3 separate regions of the Mus musculus genome follow, and all the other regions are linked to region 3. Evidence: chromatin contacts called from public HiChIP or PLAC-seq and promoter capture Hi-C data. All regions are on one chromosome and are shown on one strand. The core of a region is the stretch at or near the end of the contact, and the rest is flanking DNA. Distances in the headings are between cores, read along the strand shown.

The links. Promoter capture Hi-C pulls out the DNA fragments that hold promoters and counts their contacts. HiChIP or PLAC-seq counts read pairs in DNA pulled down with a chosen protein or histone mark.
Region 1: a contact with region 3 is called in a promoter capture Hi-C map of the HPC-7 cell line. The contact joins the promoter of Fam32a here to the promoter of Bst2 in region 3. A contact is called at or near these places in 3 of 39 promoter capture datasets (the HPC-7 cell line, HPC-7-derived erythroid cells, cranial neural crest and 1 more) and 2 of 115 datasets of contacts at active chromatin or transcription factors (embryonic stem cells and large pre-B cells).
Region 2: an H3K27ac HiChIP or PLAC-seq map of bone marrow-derived dendritic cells shows a contact between it and region 3, with 5 times the contacts expected there. The contact joins the promoter of Gdf15 here to the promoter of Bst2 in region 3. A contact is called at or near these places in 2 of 39 promoter capture datasets (pre-B cells and second pharyngeal arch cranial neural crest) and 1 of 115 datasets of contacts at active chromatin or transcription factors (bone marrow-derived dendritic cells).

Annotation. Positions count from the first base shown.
Region 1 is chr8:72,217,847-72,221,795 of GRCm38.p6, reverse strand. Fam32a (family with sequence similarity 32, member A) reads right to left here and starts at 2,051. Exons shown (of 4, transcript NM_026455.5): 1 at 1,936-2,051; 2 at 1,714-1,855. The coding sequence starts at 2,009.
Region 2 is chr8:70,630,485-70,634,225 of GRCm38.p6, reverse strand. It overlaps Gdf15 (growth differentiation factor 15), which reads left to right and starts at 2,131. Exons shown (of 2, transcript NM_011819.3): 1 at 2,131-2,893. The coding sequence starts at 2,614. It overlaps Gm34154 (a long non-coding RNA gene), which reads right to left and starts at 1,663. Exons shown (of 2, transcript XR_870495.2): 1 at 1,371-1,663.
Region 3 is chr8:71,534,519-71,538,874 of GRCm38.p6, reverse strand. Bst2 (bone marrow stromal cell antigen 2) reads left to right here and starts at 1,403. Exons shown (of 5, transcript NM_198095.3): 1 at 1,403-1,747; 2 at 2,441-2,516; 3 at 3,050-3,089; 4 at 4,083-4,203. The coding sequence starts at 1,448. The coding sequence ends at 4,185.

The sequences.
Region 1 (3,949 bases), core at 802-3,301, 680 kb before region 3:
GTCTCCCTACAACCCCAGTATTCCTCATGGGCAGATCCTGCCAAAAGCTGGAAACTGGCTTTGAGAGGCCTGGAGCCACGTCCCACACAAGCAGACTCCTCTCTGGAGTAAGAGACTCCAGGTAGGAAGGGCAGAACCCGAGTGCATGCTCAGTGCTCCAGCTCGCATTTCTGTTGCTATGACAACATACCCGCCTATCTGGCTGGCTATTTCACCTTACAGTCCATAAAGAGGGAAAGTGAAGGCAGAGACTGAAGGGCCACAACTCAGTCAAGAACAGAGATAAATGGAAGTGAGCATGCTTCACACTCAGTTTTCCTTTGCTGTTACATGGTTCAAAACCCAAACACTGGGGGCTAAAGATCTTGAGTTCAGCTCAGAGCCAGCACTAAATGGTGGCTCACAATTTTCTGTAATGACACCCTTCCACACCTACTACACCCTATGGGAATGTCACAGTGGTCAGTGAGTGTGTACAGGTGTCCGTTGAAGTCCTGTAGAAGACAGGCTATACCAGTGAACCAGGTTGGCAGTACCCCCATCTCTACCCAGCCTATCTCACATACCCCACTACAGGTCTCATAGTACCCCAAAGGAGCCTGAGGAGGCACCATGCCTGAGCGTGTGCTCCAACAGTCCAAGCTGCATTGCCTTCGGCTCCCCCTCTGGCAGCACAGCACAAGAAGACAACACACTCATACACATAAATAAAAATTTCCAACGGTCTTCCACCCAGGGCTGGAGAGATGGCTCAGAGGTTAAGAGCACTGACTGCTCTCTTAGAGGTCCTGAGTTCAAGTCCCAGCCCACATGGTGGCTCACAACCATCTATAATGAGGCCTGGTGCCCTCTTCTGGTTTGCAGGCATATATGCAGGCAGAACACTGCATACATAATAAATAAAGTCTTCCACTCAGGACCAGAGCTACCAACGACAGCAGGAAGGGGTGGCAGACCCTAGGGGACTCTAGTTTGTATCAAGTTGTCCAATTAGGGTGCCCAGAAGGGCCACAAGACCGTAGCCAGCCAGCCCATGTCGTTATTCAATTGCAGAGGCAAAAAAACAAAACAAAACACTCCACTGAAGTACAGGCTATACCAGACCAGAGAACACAATTGGCTGGGAGACAGCAAGGTGACCCACACATCCCAGAAACTCTGTGGGAGTTCCAATACATAATTGATGCCCTTTGTTAGATGGAGAAGGTGCCTTCCTGGGTTTTCTCAACAGGGATATCACATTGTAACACTGCATCCTAGAAGTTCAAGTCTACAGAGATAGTGCCAGGACAACCAAGGCTACATAAAGAAACCTGTCTCAAAGCAAACTAAACAAACAAACAAACACCCAAAATAACTAGTATGGCCTTGTGGGCCATGCTAGCCTCTCCAGGAACTAAAAAGCTGAGGCAGTAGTTCAGGGCCAACTGCAGCCTACATAGAGAGTTACAGAAGAGCCTGGGTTCCATCCACACACACACACAACCTTCAAATAACAAAAGTACATTTGAAGCTAGGAAAGCGAGTTGTCATGGAAACAGACTTTGTGGTAACTTAAGAACAATGAACTTGGCTAGCATTAAGAGCTGATGACATCTGTCTTCCCAGTTCACAAGAAGACCACTTTAGGCAGGGCTACCAGGCTACCAGGAGTTGGGAGAAGGCCTGGGCTACACGGGCAGTTGGAGCCGGCCTGTTCTGCCCCTGCCTCACCCGCTTCTCCTGCATCTTTTCGAAGGCTGCCTGCGCCGGCGTGCGCTTGTCCAGGCAGCGCCTTTTCTCCTCCTCGCTCTTCTTGCTCGTCCCCATGGCCTCCAGCATCTTGGCCTTGTCTTTGTCTTTCTTCTTCTTCTTCCTGAGAGAGAGGGGGACGGTAAGAGGGGCCGGAGCTGGGGGTCGGCCCTCAGGGACAGACCGCGGGCTCCCGGGCCTCACCGCTTTGTCACGCCGAGCTCTGCCACGCCTTTCAGCTTCAGGGGGCCCTTCTGGACTTGCTCGTAGGCCTCCATAGCGCTCGCAAGCCGTGCCCCGGGAACTCCGCCACACTTCCTGTTTGCATACAGTACTTCCGGCCGAAACCCTCCTCGCTTCCTTCTGATTGGTCAGCTAGGACGCACGCGTCCTCAGGGTTCAGAGTAAGTGCACACTTCCGGTCTCGGGTAGTCTTGGCAACTGTCCAACAACATAGCTCGCCTAAAGACACACTTCGTATTTGGGCGTCCATTTCTGACTTTATGGGCATCCACTTTTGCTTTGTGGCATTATTTACTTAATTACTTTTTTTCCAATTTAGAAAATTACAATTACCCAGAACTCCAGAGACAGAGACAGGAGGATCTCTGGATCTCTGGATTCAGCGTGTTTTATGTAGTGACTTCAGGTCAGCCAGAACTAAAGACTGTGTCTCGAAATAAGTAATAAGAAAGAATAAATCTGGGGCTGGTGAGATGGCTCAGTGGGTAAGAGCACCCGACTGCTCTTCCGAAGGTCCAGAGTTCAAATCCCAGCAACCACATGGTGGCTCACAACCATCCGTAACAAGATCTGACTCCCTCTTCTGGTGTGTCTGAAGACAGCTACAATGTACTTACATATAATAATAAATAAATCTTAAAAAAAAAAAGAAAGAATAAATCTTTAAAATTACATTAAAAGTTAGTTACCTGTATACGTGTATGTGAGTGTGTGTACACACGTGCCAGAGCACACGTGGAGTACAGAGGACACTTTGCAGTACTCTCAGGCCTTATGCTGTGGGTTCCTGGGAATCAGACTGATGTGGTCATATTTATAGACGAAGATCCTTTGTCTGCTGAGTCATCTCAATGGTCACAATTATTTTTCTGTGAGTTTGAGGGCAGAAGTGTCATGACACTAAATGAGTCTGATAAACGTGGAATTTGCTGTGTAGACTGCTCTGACCTCTAGCTTGCTGCAGTTCTGACTGAGCATGCAGAAAACTGGAACTGCAGGTGTGTGCCACTGCCCTAGCTTGTCTTGTTGATGTTTTATAGAGGACAGGCTTGCTATGTAGCAGATGATTAAACTGTCTTTTTGGTTGTTTGTTTGTTTTGAGACAGGGTCTCACTGTGTAGCCTTGGCTGTCCTTGTACTCCTTATGTAGGCTATGCTGTTGTGAATTCAGGGATATCCACCTGCCTCTGCCTCCCAAGGGCTGAGTTTAAAGGTGCGTGCCACCATGCCCAGCAACCTTACTTCCCAACTACTGGGATCACAGATGTGCTGGGATTTTTTTTTTTCTATAGCAATTTTGGGGAGTGGGGAGGTTACATTTATTTATTTGTGTGCTGTGTAGAGCAAGTAGAGGTCAGAGCACAACTGTGGGAGCTGCTTTGCTCCTTCCACTGTGTGTCCAGGGAATCAGGCCCCTACTGCTGTTCTGTGAGAGGCTCTCTCTGTGTGCGAGGCTCTCCTTACACAGCCCCGAAGCTTGTGACTCCCTTAGTTCTGGATGTTAAGCCTGAGCCACTACACCAGGCTCACTTATTATTCTATATCTGATGGCTATTCTTGGTTTACAGCTTGACTACATCTTGAATTAAATAAAACTCAATAAAAGTGTTGATTTTTTTCTAAGTAAATCATTTAAAATGGGAAGATCCAATTTTAATCCAGATCATTTGAGATGGAAAAATCCACTTTTAATTTGGGACACACTTTTTTCTGGCAGCTGATGCATGTTTGCCCTAGCTTTTTATAGTGCATTCTGTACTTTCACTGACATTAGAGCCTGCTTCTTTGGGATTCCAGCATATACTGAAGACCAGCCAAGACATTTAGCATTGTGGAGTAAACAATTATTGAATTGTCGGACTCTAGCTGGACCATAGCTTGGGAACCACCCTAGCTTCCATGGCTAAATATATATAAAATCAGACTCCAGAACCACATTGAGAGCACCATTCTGACCTTAAAACCCAGGACCAAA
Region 2 (3,741 bases), core at 882-3,381, 910 kb after region 3:
CGTGGCTTCAGGACTGGTTATGAGGTCACCAGCTAAGGATTTTGAGGAAAGAGGAGCCAAGTTGGCACAATGCCACATTCCAGAGTTTTGTGAACCAGAAATCTGTGTTTGGGGGGTGATGATGCTTATCAGAGGATGGGGGACCCCATGGAGCCTTGTTGGTATGGAGCCCTTTGGAGAACATTCCATGAATAAAGTGAATGGCTGACTGATCCTGGTCTTAAAGAGACAGATGCCCAGTTGGTCGTTGGCCTGGTCACCACACTGTAGGAAGAGTGGAATACTATATATAGCAAGGAAGAGCTTGGTAGCTCATTTTCCATCATCTTGACACCCAGGAGACTGAGGCAGGGGGATTGTGGGTTTGGATTCACAGAGTGAAAGTTCTATGAACCTGGAGGAACTGTCCCCTAGGCTTCTGACAGTCTTGTTTTAACCCCCAAGTGACACCCTGACACCTGACTGAGACTTTAGGCCTGGGTCTCTATCGACAAGCAGCTGAGAGTGTGAATTTCAAGGTGCACAGGAGCTCCTACTGTGTACTCAGGTCACATGGGCATCTCTAGTTCTCTACCACAACTTGTGGTGACCCCACGGGATGAAGCTGAAGGTATAGTTGGTCACACACAGCAGTGGGTGTGTGTTGAGGGGGCACAGATGCCTGGCGAAGTGGGATCCTAAACAGGAAGCCCTGGTGACTTTTTTGAAGGGGCCTGTGTGGGTTAGGAAAGTTGGGACCCATCACAGGAAGACACCGAGGGCCAGAGAGGCAACCTGGGCTGGCTGAGGTTGCATCTGTCTGCGGCCTGTGGGGTTAGGTGGGGTACAGAAGTGCTGAGAACATCGAGGCCTGTCCCAGCATCCAGACCGCACAGGGCTCCCCGTGTGGGAGTGGGCAGCTGCTCGGCCCACTCCCGAGCTCCATATCTACGAAGCCATCTGCATCCCAAGAGACTTTGGGCCGTCCCCAGCCTCAGTTTCCCCACCTGTGACCCATGATGGTCCTGTCTCAACCTCTCATCTCACGCAGCAAGACAGCTGTATCCTGATCCTTGGCCTTTGCTCTGCAGCGCAGAGAGGCTGAGAAACTTGTCCAAGGTCACATGGGACCGCGGGATAGTCCCTCAATTTGTAGCGTGCACCCCCGGCCCCCGCTGTACCCCTACCCTGACGATGTAGACCACAGCAGCCTTTCACAGAAAGAGAAACTGAGGCTCAATGGCTGGCCTGGGACCAGAAGACTGCAGTATTATCCTCTGGGATATGATTCGGAGATCAGCAGCTCGCCCAGGGCAGAGAATCCAACTCTGAGACTTAAATTTGGGGGAAAACGGTCAGAGATGAACATAATCCCAGAACCCCACTCTCACCGGCCAGGTGGCCACCATGCTGTGCCTCCTCACAGAGTGCAGATACCTCAAAACTGCCCACAGCTGCGATCCCAAGGGCGGTGCCACCTCTCTCCACATTGATCTTTAAGAGTCACCCCCGTAGGCAAAGGGTCCTGGAGCAAACAGGTAGTTCTGGGCAGTGCATCAGGGGTGGGGCTTGGATCTGAGGAGGAGTGGTCTGGAATCAGTTTGGGGAGGGTTCTGGGGGTCATCCTGGTCTTGGACAAAGGAGATGGCGGGTGAAGACTTACCATGCACCTACCTTGTCTTCACAGGGGGACATGGAGTAACCCTAGTCAGTCATTAACCTGGAGTGACCCCACAGGTCAGAGGCCACCCAGCAGTATGTAAATACTGGGAGGGACCCCAGCAGGAGCCCTTGATGACACCTGGTGCCCCTCCTTGCTCACTCCTGTCTTCCCCAGAGGCCCTAACTACAGCCACTACCCTTTCAGGGCCCAGGCTGACCGTGGATGGGGCTCCTGGCACCTTCATCCTCCTCCTCCATCTTCTATCTGAGCCTGAGACGAACTGCCCACCCCCTCCAGCCACCTGCCGCCTCCTGTTTGGAAGGAGGCCCGCAGCAGATTTCCTCTTCCCTCCATTCCCAAGAGGAACCCCTGGTCTGGGGATACTGAGGCAGGCACAGGGCAGGGCACGTGTGAGCATCCAGTCATCCTGAAAGGTAAATCTGGTTCCTGAAGCGACAACTGTTCGTACAGGGTTTTGAAGGATTGGTAGGAGTCCCACAGAGGACACCGAAGAGGTGCAGTCCCTGATTTGTCCTTATGTCCCAGCCCATTTGGGCACGGCTGTAATGTCTACTCCTGGGACACTGAGGCATAGGGGTGACTTGCCTGAACTTGCCTTTTCTAGGTTTTCCTTGGCTTCACCTTTGATGGGGGTGGAGGGAGGAGGGAGGGAGAGAGGAGGAAAGAGAGAGGGAGAGAGTCCTGGTCCCAAGAGGAAGGAAGAAGCCACTTGAACTTCAGTCTGGACTCCATCACATGTTCTGTGGGGACGATCAGCCCTCACTCAGGTCCCAGCCCGGCGGTTTCCCTCCCTCCCACCCCCTCCCCCTGCGGAGCCCTGGGATTCCCGCCCGAATTAGCCTGGTCACCCGAGTTGGCATCGCACACGGGGGCGGAGCGGACAGAGTCCAGTGGGTATAAAGGCAGCTGCAGAGGGCTTAACTCAAAGACACACTCAGGACACAAGCGACATGGCCCCGCCCGCGCTCCAGGCCCAGCCTCCAGGCGGCTCTCAACTGAGGTTCCTGCTGTTCCTGCTGCTGTTGCTGCTGCTGCTGTCATGGCCATCGCAGGGGGACGCCCTGGCAATGCCTGAACAGCGACCCTCCGGCCCTGAGTCCCAACTCAACGCCGACGAGCTACGGGGTCGCTTCCAGGACCTGCTGAGCCGGCTGCATGCCAACCAGAGCCGAGAGGACTCGAACTCAGAACCAAGTCCTGACCCAGCTGTCCGGATACTCAGTCCAGAGGGTGAGTAGCAACCAGGGACCCACTTCAGGAACACCCTCTCCAAGCTCCAACCAACACACTCAAGTCCACGAGCCCAGCCCAGCTTCCGAGACTCAGTTTCCCCTGCTGTGACCTCTGGAGCTGCCAGCAGCGGGCTCAGCCAGAGTAGGACGGATGACCGTCCCTAGACCGGAGCTGGACAAATGATGTCCAGAGAGGTCAAGGTCGCTCCTGGAGATGCACAGCACTCGAGTTGGGGAGGACATGGGGGAAGGTTAGAGGGTCCTGGAGGGAAGAGGGAGGGACAGGAGCCAGGTTGGGAGCCAAACGGAAAGAACCTGCGGGAACTGGATCGGAAATCTGACGCAATCGCTTGTAAAGAGACTGCTACAGTAACAAGTGACAGTCGCTTGGATGGGAGGGAGGAGGATCCAGGGGACTGGACTCAGCTCTGGGACCCAGCAGGGCTGAGGGCGGGCCCAGGCTGATTTGGGTCACGCCCCCTTACAAATCCGCTAGGGTTGTGTGAATCCAAGCGAACTGTAGCTCTCCCTAAAGATCTGCAAAGCTACACTTGGATGTGGTGGCGCATGTCTGCCATCCTAACTACTCCGGGGGTTGAAGCAGAATTGCCTTGAGTTCAAGGCCAGCTGGGACTACAGAGTGAGAACCTCCCCAAATTTTATTTGTAGCCCAGGTCGATTTCAAACTCAGGGCAATCCTTCTGCCTCCATTTCCCAAGTTCTGGGAAGACAGGTGTAGGCAACCAAACCCTGCTTTAAAGAAAACCAACTTCTGTTTGTTAAACACTTTATTCAGAGGCTTGGGAAAAGGTTGGAGAGATCCATGCTGTCCTGCGCAGGGCAGAC
Region 3 (4,356 bases), core at 154-2,653:
CCTGATGTTGTTCTGGGGTTCCTGAGAACTGGGCATAACATTGGCATTTCATCTAGGCTCCGCCCCACAGTTACCTGGCAACAGCCAGGTGTGCCTGACTCACTATAAAAGGGGCTGCTTGCCTCTTCCTCTCTTTTCTCCTCTTCTAGATCTTGCTCCCTTTACCCTCTTCCTCCTCTCTCCCCATTCCCCTCCCACCTCTCTCTCTACCTGTTCCCGGCTAGCCTCTACTCCTCTACTCTCTCTCTCTCTCTGCCTTTCTCTGTCTCTACTAGGCCCTCAACTCCCCTCCCCATGCCCTAAATAAACTCTATTCTATACTCTACATCCCATTGTGTGACTGGTACCCTGGGGGCCTCAGCCTGGGCCTGCAGAAGCACCCTCTTCCCCCACACCATACCACACCCCCATCAAACATATCCCTGGCTTCTTTTTCTTTTTATAAAACACAACACCGAGTCCTCCTATGCAAACTGGTCTTCACAAGGACAGAAAACGTAATCTCTCCATATACTAGTGCTTTGGCCACACAGTTTCAGTCCTGAAGAGAACCCCTTGACTGAATGTGGTCTGCCCTATGTGTCCTCAGTAAAGACTCCATAGTGTTTTGAGGTGGGTACCATTCAGGACATTCAGCGGAGCCAGGGAGGATTCCAGAGTAGTGGAGCACACCTGCCATCCCAGCACTCGGGAGGCAGAGACAGAAGGATAGGAAATCAAGGACAACCCCTATGCTAACTCCAGGTCATGCTTCATGTCACTTTTGCCCAAAGCCAGGCCAAGCCCTCTCTGAGTGCCTGGTGCTCACTGAAACACTCCTTTTTTACCCCGTTCACAGAGGTTTTCCCGCAGGCAGGTTTTCCCCGCCAGGTTGCTCCTGATGCCAGGACAAGAGCTGGGAGGCACACTTTGCTACCTGGCCAGGCTTGGTTTCCTGCCCGCTGCTCTGTAGCCACTATTCTCAATATACAGATTCTCAATAGCTCCCACGATCCTTTCGTGAATGGAGACCCCTGACCTCAAACCTTGGCCTTTGGTCTTCAGTCCACAACTGAACCTTGAAGTCTTAGTTCCCCTTCTAGGAGACCAAACCGACAACCGGCCTGTCTCTGCCTCCCAAGTGCTGGGGTTAAAGGCGTGCGCCACCACCGCCCGGCGGACAGCCACTGTTAAGTCGAGTCCCAAGCCCACAGGCACCAGGTGACTGGCCAGCGAAGGCCAAGAATTTGAGTTGAATTCCAGAAGTTTCTCTTGCTTCTAGGGGCATTCCAGGAAAATGAAACTGAAAGGCTGCAGTTTCTCCACTAGCAGTTTGCAACCCGGCGGCTCTAGAATTGCGTTGGACTCCTGAAGTTGCTATTTGCTAGAAGCAGTGGTGGGGCGGGGTTATGCTAATAAGGGCGTGGCCTGGAAAGGGTTCCTGAGCCCTCTAGGATCGACGGATCACATGGCGCCCTCTTTCTATCACTATCTGCCCGTGCCCATGGATGAGATGGGGGGGAAGCAAGGATGGGGCAGCCACCGGCAGTGGCTGGGGGCCGCGATCTTGGTGGTCCTGTTCGGGGTTACCTTAGTCATCCTGACAATCTACTTCGCCGTCACAGCGAACAGCGTGGCCTGTAGAGACGGGTTGCGAGCGCAGGCTGAGTGCCGGAACACCACGCACCTGTTGCAGCGCCAGCTCACCCGCACCCAGGACAGTCTGCTGCAGGCCGAGACACAGGCAAACTCCTGCAACCTGACCGTGGTAAGCCTGGAATCCGTCCCCTCCAGTGGCTTTGAAACAGCCAAGCAAGTCCCCCACCCCCACCTCGAAGGCCAGCTACTAAAGACTGAAATCCTGGGAGACCTTAGAACTCCCTACAGCTCTGCAATCAGGGGCCTCAGTATCCTCCCTTCCTTTGGTGACTCTCCAAACTTTGTGTAGAGTGCTTGAGTTGGAGAGCTCGAACCTGACTTAGGGACCAGCATTTGGCTTCACTGGGATATCACTCAGCCCTGATTGAATTTTTTGAAACAGGGTCTCCTAAATTGCTCCGGCTGTCCTAAAAGTCACTCTGTAGACCAGGCTGGCCTCAAATGCTGCCTTTCAAGTGCTAGTATTAAAAACATGAGCCACCACACCTAGCAAATTATTGAAACTTTTAATATGTCTCTGAGAGACCTTGTCTGGGAAGCCCGGTTCTGCTGTGTGTTTGTGTAGGAGAATATCTGGAACTTTCTACTAGGGGTTAACTACGAAGAGTTTTCAAACTCCTATGTGGGCACTTAAAATTGCCGTTTTGGAGATTACACCTTGGTAGGACTGGGTGGATACGGAGAGTGTTGGAGGGGAACCTGAAAGGGGCTTTGCTTGAGAAGGTCTCAGATGCCTTTGCCTGGAAGTTTCCTAGGGGCCAGGACAACAGCCAACCCATGTTTGTGCCGCTTTTCTGATCAGGTGACCCTTCAGGAGTCCCTGGAGAAGAAGGTGTCTCAAGCCCTGGAGCAGCAGGCCCGCATCAAGGAGCTTGAGAGTGAGAGGGGGGCAGGGGGAGGGGGAGGTCCAGTGGAGCTGGGAGGGAATAGCTTAGGCCTCCAGGTTGGGACTTGGGGAGAGGTGCTGACCCACATGAAGGGGTGGCAGGGTCATGAGCCCACTGCTTGGAAGTTTGGTTTCTTCCCAGAGACAGACAGAGTGCCAGGGATGAAGGAATAAAGCTTGGGGAGTGGAAGTAGGGGTTTATGTCAGCAGAGAGCAGAGGGTGGGTAGGAAGAACGTTGTCAGGAGGGTGGAGGCCACAGATCTGCTGGGTTTCCCAAGTGTTCTCTAAACTGGTGCTTCTACAGCCCTGCAGAAGGCCTTAGGCTGGCCTTCCTTTGATTCCTTTCTCCTTATTACCCCACCCCCACCCCCTCTGCCTGACCACACTGGCTGCTGTGTGGCCTTGGTGGTTAGATGCATCCCAGGTGTTCCCTTGGGGTGCTCTGGCTGTCCCCGCCCTCTCCCCCTTCTGGCTGCTCACTTAGCAGCAGTATACCGACCAGCCCTCTGCTTGTGTCATCGCAGATGAAGTCACGAAGCTGAACCAGGAGCTGGAGAATCTGAGGTTAGAGACAGCTCTCCCTGCCCACCGCCACCCACTCCCCTCCAGACTGCACTTCCTTCAAAAGCTGGGCTCCACTTGGCTCACACAGTCTACAGCTCAGGTGTGAGCTGTGAAGAAGGCCTAATCAGGAAAGCCTACACCACCACCGTGGGGTGTTGAGGACCTGAGGCTGAATACCCAGCACCCACTTACAGATTGGCTGGAATTATATGATTGGAGCTCCATTCTGGAGGACAGACAGAAATATCCTGGAGCTCACTGCCTAGCCTGGTTAGCCCAAACAGTGAGCTTCATGTTCAGGGAGCAACGCTGAACATCTCTGGCCTACACATGCACCTACACAAATGAACACATAACAGCTTGTACACACAACACCCCTACACACACACACACACACACACAAAGAAAGCCCATCATGTGTCTGAGTGAAGAGTTTCAGAGGGCCGGGCGGTGGTAGTGCACAAACGCATTTAATCCCAGCACTTGGGAGGCAGAGGCAGGGGGATCTCTATGAGTTTGAGGCCTTCTTGGTCTACAAAGCGAGTTCCAGGACGGCCAGAGCTGTCAGACAGACAGAGAGACCCTGTCTAGAAAAACAACAGCAGCAGCAACAGAAAGAATACAAATCAGAGCAGGCAGAAGAGGCGACTCAGTGCCTAGAGCACTCGCAGAGCAAGCCAACAGCTAGAGTTTGATCCCCAGAACCGACGTGCATACCTCTGACTCCATCCACATGCCACACATCGCACACAAAGTAAAATAAAATTTAAAAAGAATAAAAATTGAAGCAAAGAAAACATGAATTTCAAAGACTAATAGTAGGGCTAAGGACCTGGTAGGACTCCTGCATAGAATCCTCAGAGAGGGGCTAGGGGCATGGCTCAGGGGTGGAGTTCATGTCTAGAATCCCCCAGTTTCATCCCAGTCCAGGAACATATAAAAAGGAAGCAGATCAGCTAGACTCAGGTGACCTCTGCCACTCTCTCTACCCAGGATCCAAAAGGAGACTTCTAGCACAGTGCAGGTGAACTCTGGCAGCTCCATGGTGGTCTCCAGCCTACTGGTGCTCAAAGTGTCACTGTTCCTGCTCTTTTGAGGACTCATTAGTTGGCAGGTGAGGGACCCAGTCCAGGGGAACTTGTGAGGACCCCAGACCCACGGGGGCAGGGGGGTTGGGGATGGGGTGAAGAGGCTATGCATGTGGGATATACTTGGGCCCAGAGTGGCCCAGCTCAGGGAGGAGGCATGGCTTGAGGTGGCGGGGGCA